Linked DNA regions of Mus musculus: region 2 is linked to region 1. A link is a contact called in public Micro-C data. All regions are on one chromosome and are shown on one strand. The core of a region is the stretch at or near the end of the contact, and the rest is flanking DNA. Distances in the headings are between cores, read along the strand shown. Region 1 holds the start of Htatip2 (HIV-1 Tat interactive protein 2). Region 2 overlaps Prmt3 (protein arginine N-methyltransferase 3).

Region 1 (5,604 bases), core at 1,611-4,110:
GATGTGAACACATCCACAGCGAGACTGCTGTGAAATGTTCAAATCCTTGTTTATAACAGGAAAAATAACTGGAAGCAAACCTAACCTGTTTACAAGCAGGATGTGGGCTAACCTAGCCTCCTGGATCAGTGGGAAACAACCATGGTATTCATTTCTCCTTTCTATTTACTCCCAAGGGACATAAAAGACAGGCAGGTATGATTTTGCTAAAGTCCAACATGGCGAGACTAGTGAGTTTATTGGGGCAGGGGTTTAGGGCTAATTGCAGGAGTGTGGGTGATGCCCCTATCACGGGAGGTGACGTCATGAAGTTAAGTCATGGAGTCCCTCTTGAGACCAACCTTTTACTCTACATGTGCTCTAGAATCTTAAGGTCTTTTGTAGCTGTGTTCAGGGAAGGGAAGAGAGGTCCTATGGCTTTTAAGACATCTGTTGGGGAGCATTCATATCGTCATTAATCTTATCTTTACCCTCGACCTGGCTACCACTGTGTTGCTGTGTCCTGGTTGCCATGGCTACCAGGGAACAGTCCAGGATGGCAGGAGGAGAGAGCACCACCATAGAGCAGCTACTCAGAAAGAAACATTCAGGGCTGTCTGACCCACATGTCACAGGACGCAGCTCCAGGGCCACGAAAATGAACTCAAATTGGACAAACATGGGTCTAAGGCACACTTTTAAATATATGCGTGAGGAACCCTCTTGACAGCCCTACATGGTTTTTGTTGGAGACCAGTTTTCTTTATGGAAGTCTGGTTGTCTTGGAGCTTGCTCTGAAGACCAGCCTGGCCTTAAACTTACAGAGATCTCCTGCCTCTGTCTTCTGTGTGCTGGGACTAAAAGCCTGTGCCACCATACTGGAATATATATATTTTTTAAAGATTTATTTATTTATTTATTTATTTATTTATTTATTTATTTAATGTATTGCTGTTTTCATGCATACCAGGAGAGGTCATCATATCCCATTACAGATGGTTGTGAGCCACCATGTGGTTGCTCAGAATTGAACTCAGAAACCCTGGAAGAGCTAAGTAGAAGAACAAAGGCATGTTCTGGGGTAACATGAATTGGGCTGTGTACCTAGCCATGGTATACACTATGGTTCTAGAATCATGACCTGAACTCTTAGAACCTGAATATTTGATTTTAAGTATACTATATCGCAATTTTGAAAAACAAAGCATAGGCTTGCTACAGTCAGTAATCTCTTTAAGAGATTCAATACGCGGGTCCCCCATGTGAGCTGACAAGATCTGAGGGTGTCTTTTCATATGGCAGTCTCTGAGAAGGTGCACGGCAGCACCTATACATCCTGACAGCCTGGCATTGTGGCAGCCCAGTGGGGAAGGACAACAGTGTTCTCCATTGCCTCCATTTTAAACTGCAAACAGCAGAGTCCATCTGACTGCAGCAAGTCGGAAAAGGACTCTAGAGGCAGAATAAACAGGAAGCGCTCAACACAGCCCCTGCAAACAGGCAGCGGTTAAGGCAGGCAAGCCAGGGCAGGGGCTCACAGGATGCTACCCATCATCCTAATCTCCCTGTCCTTGCCCAGCAGGGCTCCACCCCTAGTCTTCATTGCATCTTTGTATTGCTCCCCAGAGTGGAAAAACCTGTGTGGAAGTATTTGAATGCCACGCCTAGGCCAGATTTTCATATAATGACATTCAACCAGCAAGGCGGGGGCGAAAGTACCTTTCATTTGGCTTCTAGATGGAGCGATGGAGCATCACACTCACAGCCCATCCTTCTTAGCTCAGGATCACATCCTGGACTTGACTCTGGGAGAGGGAGTCTGGGAGAGGCTGAGTTAGATCAAGGCAAACCCACATCATGGAAGGAGAGAACTGAATCCTGCAAGGGGCCCTCTGACCTTCATACACCGGTCATAACACCTCTACACACACACACACACACACACACACACACACACACACACACACAAAATAAATGCAGTTTAGAAAGTATCTCAGAGTCATAGTATTCTAATCTCTATGCATCCAAAATCCAGGGCATGCCCAGTGTGGATAGCTGTGTTCTAACCATTGATCCTGTTGTGAATTGGATCAGGTTTGGAAACTCTTCCTACCGCAACCATCCAGAAGGGGGCCAGCACCTGGGCAGGGAGATCAACCTGAAAACTGGTCAAAGGAGCCCCCCTAGCTTCTGGCTTGAGGGAATAGGATATGTGTCTTTAAAGAGGCAAGAAAGAGTTTTGTTTTTCATAGAGCTTAAGTGGAGCTAGGCTTTTTTTTCTTCTTCTTCTTTTTATGTCTTGCTTTACTAACAATTTCATGTTTATATATTTTGATCTTACTCACCTGGTACTAGCCTCTCCTACCTCTGTTTTGAGAGCTTCCTCCCAATAAGTCCTCCTTCGCTCTTGAGACAGAAGTTCATATATTTCAGGGTGTCCTAGAACTCAGAACATTCTGTTTCCAAGGAGAATCATCCTTGCTGGTATTGCCTGCTTGTGCCACCACATCCAACTTTATCCAGGGCTCTGCGTATGCCAGGCAAGCGCTTGATTAACTGAGCTACATGCTACGTCCCCAGCCTAAGAAGAGACTAGTTTTTAACGAGGAGAATGAGATGATTTGGGGACCAAGAGTCAAGTCCGGGATGCCTTTTATCTAAAATCTGAAGGCTCTGGCCCCAGGTGGTTAGGAAGAACGCGGTTGCAACTAGGGTTATGGGGGACGGAGGGAGGAGATCTGTGCTGGGGTGAAGCACAGCCCCACGCCCCCCCCACGCCCCGCCCCGCTGCAGCTCAGCCCCGGGGAGTGTGGTTCGAGCCCTGGGTGCAGCTCCCGCGCAGGGGCGGGTCCCGCGCTCAGCTCCAGCCCTCGGTGGGGCGGGGCCGCGAGCGCGCTGTCACCCGGAAGACGTCGCGGCCGGTAGGCTCCGGCTGGACCTCTTGGGGCTCCTTGCCGGGAGGGGAGACAGCGGGGCTGCAGGCGGCGAGATGCTCGGTCCCACGGTGCTGGGCACGGTCGTAGCCGCGCTGGTGGCTTCAATGCTACTGTTGCAGAGTGGGGACGAGGGGTCCGGGGCTGCTCCCAGGTAACCCCGGGTAGGGAATGGAGCCGGGCCCTGCAGCCCTGCCCAAGCAGGCTGGGTTACCGTGGGCTGCGAGGCTTGGTGGCATAGAGACAACCTGGGCTCATCCAGCCGGGCACCTGTGAGGTGCTCGGATTGGCCACTGTCTGAGCTGTGACTCAGCACTTCCCTAGGGTTGGGACTGTGTAGAGTGAGTCTCTTCTGCCCAACAGTTAACAACCCTTGTCCCCCAGGGTAAAGAGTGTCACCTAGCACTCTGAGACAGGACCCACGGGTGTTGTTTCCCCAGCATGGCGGACAAGGAAGCACTGCCGAAGCTTCGGGAAGACTTCAAGATGCAGAATAAATCCGTCTTTATTTTGGGCGCCAGCGGGGAAACTGGCAAAGTACTTTTAAAGGAAATCCTGGGACAGAACCTGTTTTCCAAAGTAACGCTCATTGGTCGGAGGAAGCTCACCTTCGAGGAGGAAGCTTATAAAAATGTGGTGGGTATTTGAGCTGGGGCTAAAAGGGAATGTAGCTGCAACCATTTTGCTGAGGGGAAGGTGTCCATTATCCAAAGGCCAGGTGGTGGTGGAGACATAGAAATCATCAAAATTGGGCACGATGGATTTAGAAGAGCCCTTCCATTAATCCCTGGGTTGTGACTGGCTTGTAGGCCTGCCTTTTACACTCTAGCGTCCTGCAATGCAGTCCTGTGTTCAGAACTTAGATTGGAATGGGGTATGGTAGTCAGAGAAAGGCGCTGTTTATAGTTCCTAGAGCGCACTGCTTGCACATTTTGCTTACCAGTGTGTTTCACAATATCAGAATGGAAAAGTGTGACAAGGACTTTTCTCCCAAGCAGGAATCCACCCCACAGCCCCTGACTCCCCAGACTTGTGTGTTTGTAAACACATACTGGCTTCCTGAAGTTACAGCAAATGGTAATGCCAGACTTCCATCTGGAAATGATGCCCAAGTATCTTAAATTGGAGAGTCGTGGACATTCTGTTCTCCAGTAAACAAGAGTTACCTATCAACTGCAGCAAATTAAACAGCGTAGTGTGCTGCTGGGACCTCAAAGCAGTCTCCCATGGGCCCCACTTTTGCCTAGTGTGCACACTTGCAAATGCAGGTCCTTGATTTCCGTGATTTCCTGGTCGTTTTGTTTTACCAATGCCTGGTGCATCAGAACTTGCTGATTAAAATAGACATCTCTGCTTGGGCTCAGGTGGGTGCTGGGTGAACCCCACAGTCTGGTTTCCTGAACCCTCCCTGTGCAGATTCCTGGACAGTGGAGCCTAAGATTGCAATTTTCTTTGAGAGCAGAGACTTGGTGGCACTCCTCTTAACCAGGCCGTGTTTAATTTAATTTTTCTTTAGTATATAGTATGTATCATGCCAGGAAAATCCTTCAGAGGGAACTAAAGGTAGTGACAACCCAAGATAGCATCTGAACTCCTGTGTGACGGTAATGGAACACTGCACGTTTGATGGCATTCTTCTGCTCTTAGATAGAGTGGCTTAGGTTTAAGACAGTGTTTCTCTAAGGAGGATAGGCTAGCCTCAAAATTGCTTCTGTTTCTGCCAGTGGCGCCTCTCTTAGCTTGCCAATCTCAGTGGAGGCTAGAAATACCATAGAGGAGAACACAGGAGGCTGGGGATGCAGCTCAGTTGATGGAGTGCTCACTTGGCACAGTGAAGGTCCCTGGTTCAGTCTCTTGCACACTATGATTGGATGTGGTGGAGCATACCTGTAATTTTAGCACTTGGGAGGTAGAGGCAGGAGGATGAAGCTCAAGGTCAGCCTCAGTTATGTGGGTGTTGGAGGCCAGACTGGCCATGGGAGAGAGAGAGAGAGAGAAGGAGGGAGGAAGGGGGAGGGAGGGCGAGATAGAGGAATACTGAGGAGGGAGCTGTACAGCTGCAGAGGCTGACTCACAGGTAGTGGCAAGAGTCCTGAGAAAATGCCTTTGTCTCAGGTTCCTTCTGGCTCATTCTAATGAAGGTAGTTCATGAGTTGAATTGAAGATTAGCACCTAGACTTTACAGCTGAACAAAACTCAGACAGACATAGGGTCAGCAATTACCACAGGTTGGGCTAGATTTCCACCACCTACAGAGTGGCTCACAACCATCTGTTAATTTCAGTTCCAGGGAATCTAATGCCCTCTTCTAGGCCCCTCTGACAGTAGTACATGTGGTACACAGACATGGACGCAGACCAAGTGCCCGTACACGTAAAATAAATTTTAAAAAGAATGTAAACAATAAAAGCTTTGCCACAATTTCATATCTGTAAGATTCAAAGCTGGATCTTCTTTGAGATTCTAATTACCATTTTGTCTTCACATCCTACCCAAATGGTTTCCTTCCTGGTCAAGTATAGGATGGTATTTTTCTTTTCCCAAAGGTAAGGTACACATGACCTTGATATTTGAAATCTGACCCACTCTACTTACTGAAGTTAAATGTTCTGTGGACATATCTGTGAATCATTGACTATCAGTTCTCACGCAATGTTTTTCATTGCTTGGTATTCGGGGCTTCACATGTATC
Region 2 (5,604 bases), core at 2,207-4,706, 49 kb after region 1:
TTTAATTAGATAGCAACTTAATCTTCAGCCTGCTTCCCAAGATGCTCATTTTAATTCTGTCATCTTAAGTTGCAGAAAAGGGGGGTTGAAAAATACATGTTAGTCATCAAGCAAGGTTAAACAAAGTTTTCTTTTTCTTCTGGTAGCTCTGTTTTCTGTTTTGGTTGGTTGATTTTGTTTATTTGGTGTTTGTAATCCAATCCCCTCTTGACCTTGTAGCAATCCTCCTGTCTCAGCCTCTTGAGTGCTACGATAGCAAACATGTATCACAATGTCGGGTCTAAAAATAGTTTATGATTGAGATAACTCCTCAGCCTCTCTGCACCATAATGACTTTGCTGTTCTGTGCCATGTTTGAGATGTGTCCATGGTGTTCACAATGTGTGATTCCCCCAGCAGCCCGTGTAGTGAGCAGGCCAGGTGCTAGTGTTGTCTCTTACCACGATTACACTAGCCTGGGGAGGTTCTCGAGTTTGGTGAGTGTATGCAGCCACCAAAGAAGGTGTTGGTGCTGTGGCTCTGGCTTCCAGCTCCCTAATTGCTGTCACTATGAATTCTGGGGAATTCTGCCTCTGTCATTGCTGCTCTATTTCCACTCTTTCTCTTTGTTTTTAAAGATATGATAACTACATAAAGGCCTGTATTCTTCATAAATGCAGAATCCTTTTCAGGCTGAAGTCTTTGTTGTTAATTCACTGTTATTGCCTTGTTAATCAGATATGTTTTGGGGCACTCATCAACCAACCAACACAACAGGAAACGGGACTTTAAACAGGCACTTTATTCAACAAAGAGCATGAATATTCTGGAAAAAAATATGTCATTTAACCAGCTTTCAGAGTCAGTTTTAAAAAATAGCACATAGGGTTGGCAAGAACTTTCTGAATAGAATTTCAGTGGCATGGAGCTAGTCCCTGATGTCAACAGATGGGACTATGTGAGATTAAAGAACTTTGCATAGCAAACTGTCAGCTGAGCACACAGAATGGAAGACCAAGGTTGCTAGCTATGTGTCGCAGAGTGGCTTAATGCCTAAAATTTACAAAGAAATGCAGAAACTAAACACCAAAACAATAAAACTGTCAGCCAACAAATGGGCTAATGAAATATACAGTTCCCACGAAGAAACAGAACTGGCCAATGATTAACTTAAAAAGTGTTCAATATCTCCCCTGGCATCAGAGAAATGCAAGTTAAAAGTAGTTTTCTCTACTACCTCAGCCTAGTCAAGCTAGCTGCCCTCAAGAAATCTGACAACAAATATTGGAAAGGATGTGGGGAAAGATAAGCCCTTACTCATTGCTGCTGGTGGGTGCAGATTAGTACAGACATTAAGAGAGTCAGTTTGGAGGGGCTCAAAAACCTAAAGGTAGAATTACTGTCTAACCAGCCGTTCAACCCCAGGCACTTAACTACTGCAGAGATGTTTGCACTCCCGAGTTCATTAGTGCTCTGGACATATGTTTGCAACAAAATGGAACCAACCCAGATGCCCATCAGCAGATGAATGGAGAATGAGATGTGGTATATGTGCAAAGTAGAATATTACTCAGCTATAAAGAAAAAGGAAATTTACAGGAAAATAGATGGAAAGTGTAATATTAAATGAGGTGATACAAACTCAGGAAAAATCCTCTTGTTTTCTCATTGCATACTCTAGCCTATAATGTATAGTGCTTATAAGTAAATATGTAGAAGTGTGGGTATATTACCACTTAGAAAGGAGACCAAGAGAGCCTTATGTTAAGTGGTGAGGAAAGATAGGCGAGAGGATGTGAGCTGTGGAAAAGGACATTAAGCTAACCCCCACCCCAGTATCAACTCCATCATAGTTGTTTCTGCTCACTGTGCAGAAGTTCCCCAAGATGCATAGAGCTTACAAGTGGGCAGAGTTGGAGTGGCTACACTAATGTAGCAGGGTCTCATTTTACTGTGACATTTCTTGATACAGTTTGCAAAACATTTAACAGGCTAATATAATTCATTATAACTTTCAGACTAAATAAACTTGAAGATACCATTGTACTAATTAAAGGAAAGATTGAAGAAGTGAGTCTTCCTGTGGAAAAGGTGGATGTTATTATATCAGAGTGGATGGTAAGTAAAGCAAATTCTTTTTTAAACAAACATGGTAGCAGTTTTTACTCCTTATGTTTGATGAATGACTGTGTCAGCAGCTTTGGTGGCTGGTTTCATCTAGTGCTGACTTTGTGGCCTCTGCCGTTGTAGCAGACCTCCAGGGCTAATGCTGAGGACTAACTAGGATGTGCTGGGCTGGGTTAGCCAAGTGTCTCCATCCTGCTCACTGTTCTCTCCTGTGTTTCGTAGCTTTATAGATTATATTAAAGCCTTGAGTCAAGGCAGGATATTTACGGATATGATTAAATGATGGTAATTACCAATGGATAGGGATTATTGATATAAATGGATGAAATCTGAAAAGTGACAGATTTTCTGTGTGGAAAATTGAAGGTTTTTTTAAAACTATCATGTGATAAATTTATCAAAACAATTTCAAAATGGTTTAAGTTATAAATTTTCTATAATTTTTTTTATGAGCATAGTGACAATCCAGCAAAATAGTAACTTTAGTAGCTTTTGAAGTGTTAGGACTTAACAGACAGTGTCCAGTTTCGAGCAAGTGTCCCCTGGGTGTGGACATATGCTTGTATCCTGGTGTGCCCTTCCAGGAGGCAGGCCCTGAGCCCTTGGTCACACTCAGGCTGTTGGATGTTGGGCTTTATCTTCAGCTGGCCTGCTAGTGCCGCCCCTGCAGCTGGCACTCTGAGGACGGGCGCTCTTTCCTGTTCTCCTCTGCTTCAAGGGATAGAAACTCATGTATGCATTGTCATTGTGACATTTTAAGTAGTAAAAAATTATATTGTTACACACACTCATTTATTCGCACACACTTTGTTTACCATGGCATTTCCTGAAGTAATCTCACGTGGCTTAGCTGGTGGCTCAAGATGAGGACAGATAAGACAGGCCTATTGCCTGCTGCTGCTTTTCGTTAGATTTCTTACTTCTCTGTGGCTTCACTTGTGGAAGTGCTTTACCTTGGCTGTTGCCTCGACTTTGCTGTCGGTCCTTAAAGTTACATGCTGTCTGTTCCTGCACTCCCTTTTCTCCATTTGATTTTATTCTGCTTTTAGACAGTTTAACATTTTATTGCAATCATATAATTACATCATTTTCCCTTTCTTTTACCTCTCCAACCCATCCCAATGTGTGCCTCTGTGTGTGTATGTGTGTGTGTATGTGTGTGTGGTTGTATGTGTGAGTGTGTGCTAGATACATGCATGTGCTCAGTCCACATAATGTTATTCATGTGTATGTTTTCAGGGCTGAAACATGGTCAGGTTTTGCACTTTAGTTGAACCTTCTGTCACAGCCATCACAGCTTCTGTTGTTAGACAATGTTGCTATTAAACCTCTTTTCTCCAGAGGCTGAGCCACAACTCACACAGTACTGACAGACTCCATCACGTGTCTCAGTGTAAATCAATGACGATGGGCTCTCTCACAGGGGAGCTTATCCTGACGGAAATTCACTGGCCCCGACACAGTCAGATTTGGGATTTTCCTGTGTAAGTGCGAAGGCAGTTAGCGAGTGGCAGGTTGAGGGCGGCGCTGGGAGTCGGCCTGCCTGAGCACTTAGCCTCTTTCATTACCACTGGGGCACGTGATGGAGCTTTTCAGTGCCTTGGTTTCCTGCTCTGTAAAATGAACCAGCAGTACTCAGTTTGTGGGCTTCATCGAGGATCAGATGAGCTGCTGCTTGCACATGTCTCAAGATGGCTCTGGAAACAGCTGTTACGTTTCTGACAGTAACACGGTGAGCGAATGAGTCCCTAGACTGGGTTGTGAAGCATGGGATGGCTGAGTAACTGCCCAGATGGCTCTACTGGACAGCAGGCCCTGCAGACACTGCGCCAGGATTCATCCTGTTCCCCTTCCTTTCAGACATGGTGTTCGAGTCATTCCGGGTTTGTCTGTTATTACCAACCCTTTTCAGTTCTGAAGAGCAGCTGTGACCATGATGCTCTGGATGATGAGGACAGTGGCACCTGCCCAGTGCTCTCCTCTACACGGCTGATTTGTCATCTTGTAGATGTTATGGTGGGATTTTAGTGTTTGTTTCACTGTTGTAGCAAATCTCTATTTCAGAATGTCGGTGCCAACTGGCCTCTCCAGGCTTCACTTGTCAGTCCTCTCTTAAACATGAACACACTCACAAGTTCTCTTTCATGTGCCCTTGAGTCCTGTATCCCTGATTTGATGGCTGTGAATATCTGCTTCTTTTCTTAGCTGCTGGGCAGTTTCTTGGGTCATACTGTTTCCCACAGAACCTTTTCAGTGTCTTGGAAAGAACTGGTTACAGTCCGAATTCTTTCCTCTGCAGATTGTTTTCATGTAAGTAGCTCATAGATATGTATTTGAATCTGTCTAATCTCCCTGGAGGCCATGTTCTTTTGAGCAGCAGTTGTCTGATCATCTTAGGCCATGTCTTTGATTCATCTGCCCTGTCATAGCCTCTGCTTCAGGCCCCCACATGATGAGTGTCTGGTCTCCTGGTAAGATTTTTTTTTTTTTTAGTCTTTAGTCCTTGCTCTGGGTTACATTTTCCTCCAAGTCCTTCCGAATAGTTGCTGCCTTTGTCTTATATGGTGATTGCTAAATCTTCATTTGATTCACTTCCCTGGTTTTCAGGCCTTTTCAGCATCTCATCTTGCTCATCTCTTCTGTCTTTGCATTCCATTCCTGTTTTCATGATGAGTAATGTTCATGTGTTCTGTAAGTCACACTCCTTACCAGGCTGGAATCTATCTTTTTGCACCTTATCCTCTCATGTTTATTGGGTAGAATGATGGGAAGGAGCTGCCGCGGAGTGTTGTGTAGCTGCTGTACCTTGCTTTGTTTTGTTGTTTCTGTTTATCGACTTCTGTATAGGTGTGGGCTCCGCCGACTGCTCTGACTGACGAGGGGGTCTTTTCCTTCCTGAATCATCTCTCCAAGAGACTGTGAGGGTGGTGTCTTTCTAAGTCAGGGGCACTCGAGGCTCATCTTCCTTTCCTTTCCCAAATGTCTTTTAAGTTTTGATGTCATCCAAGAGTGTGAAAGGTTTACCTAAGATTAACAACTCACAGAATGTTGGGTCACGTAGAGCTAGGTAACAAATGGCTGAAGGGCCTGACACCGCCAAAGCTAATTTGACTCTGGACCTGCAGCATTCCAACTTCCCACATCCTTTGAGTTCAGTCAGTCTGCCTCTGTAGGTGCAGTTTCTTGGGAACTTTCACTCTCACAGTGGAACAAAGCCCCTTGTCAACTTGAAACAGAGGAAGTACACAAGGAATTTACCTTATTGACTTTGGCAGGATTATAGATTACTGCTTTGCCTCAGTTCTTTGAGCCACATCAAGCATTAAATTGGGGCTTTGCATTTCCCTGAGGCTGATTTGTGCTTGAAAGTCCTTCAGAGTGGGTAGAGTGGGGAGGAAGTGTTTGACCACATGGTACCAAGCTGTCTGGGCGGGCTACTAAATTCACCGCGTGTCTGTTATATGGGCAGTTTCTGGGAGTCCTCACTGAGCTGCACCC

The links. A called contact is a pair of places that touch in the nucleus more often than the background predicts.
Region 2: a contact with region 1 is called in a Micro-C map of the G1E-ER4 cell line, with 1.8 times the contacts expected there. The contact joins the enhancer-like site here to the promoter of Htatip2 in region 1. A contact is called at or near these places in 6 of 39 promoter capture datasets (the C10 cell line, the HPC-7 cell line, hippocampal neurons and 3 more), 1 of 15 datasets of contacts at CTCF or cohesin (the G1E-ER4 cell line), 6 of 484 Hi-C or Micro-C datasets (the G1E-ER4 cell line, the HL-1 cell line, palatal mesenchyme and 2 more), 4 of 115 datasets of contacts at active chromatin or transcription factors (a beta-TC-6 cell line, bone marrow-derived macrophages and embryonic stem cells) and 3 of 9 other capture datasets (adipose tissue, liver and pancreatic islet).

The regions. Positions count from the first base shown.
Region 1 is chr7:49,756,246-49,761,849 of GRCm38.p6, forward strand. It overlaps Htatip2 (HIV-1 Tat interactive protein 2), which reads left to right and starts at 2,861. Exons shown (of 6, transcript NM_016865.3): 1 at 2,861-3,066; 2 at 3,353-3,548. The coding sequence starts at 2,969.
Region 2 is chr7:49,804,530-49,810,133 of GRCm38.p6, forward strand. It overlaps Prmt3 (protein arginine N-methyltransferase 3), which reads left to right. Exons shown (of 16, transcript NM_133740.2): 10 at 1,998-2,097. Among named protein-coding and RNA genes, the nearest start is that of Prmt3, 29 kb to the left of the region's middle. Within about 2 kb of position 3,457, at least 14 of the 459 cell types and tissues checked have an H3K27ac peak or open chromatin away from gene starts, as enhancers often do. A contact at or near this core is called in the G1E-ER4 cell line and the HL-1 cell line, where this site is marked.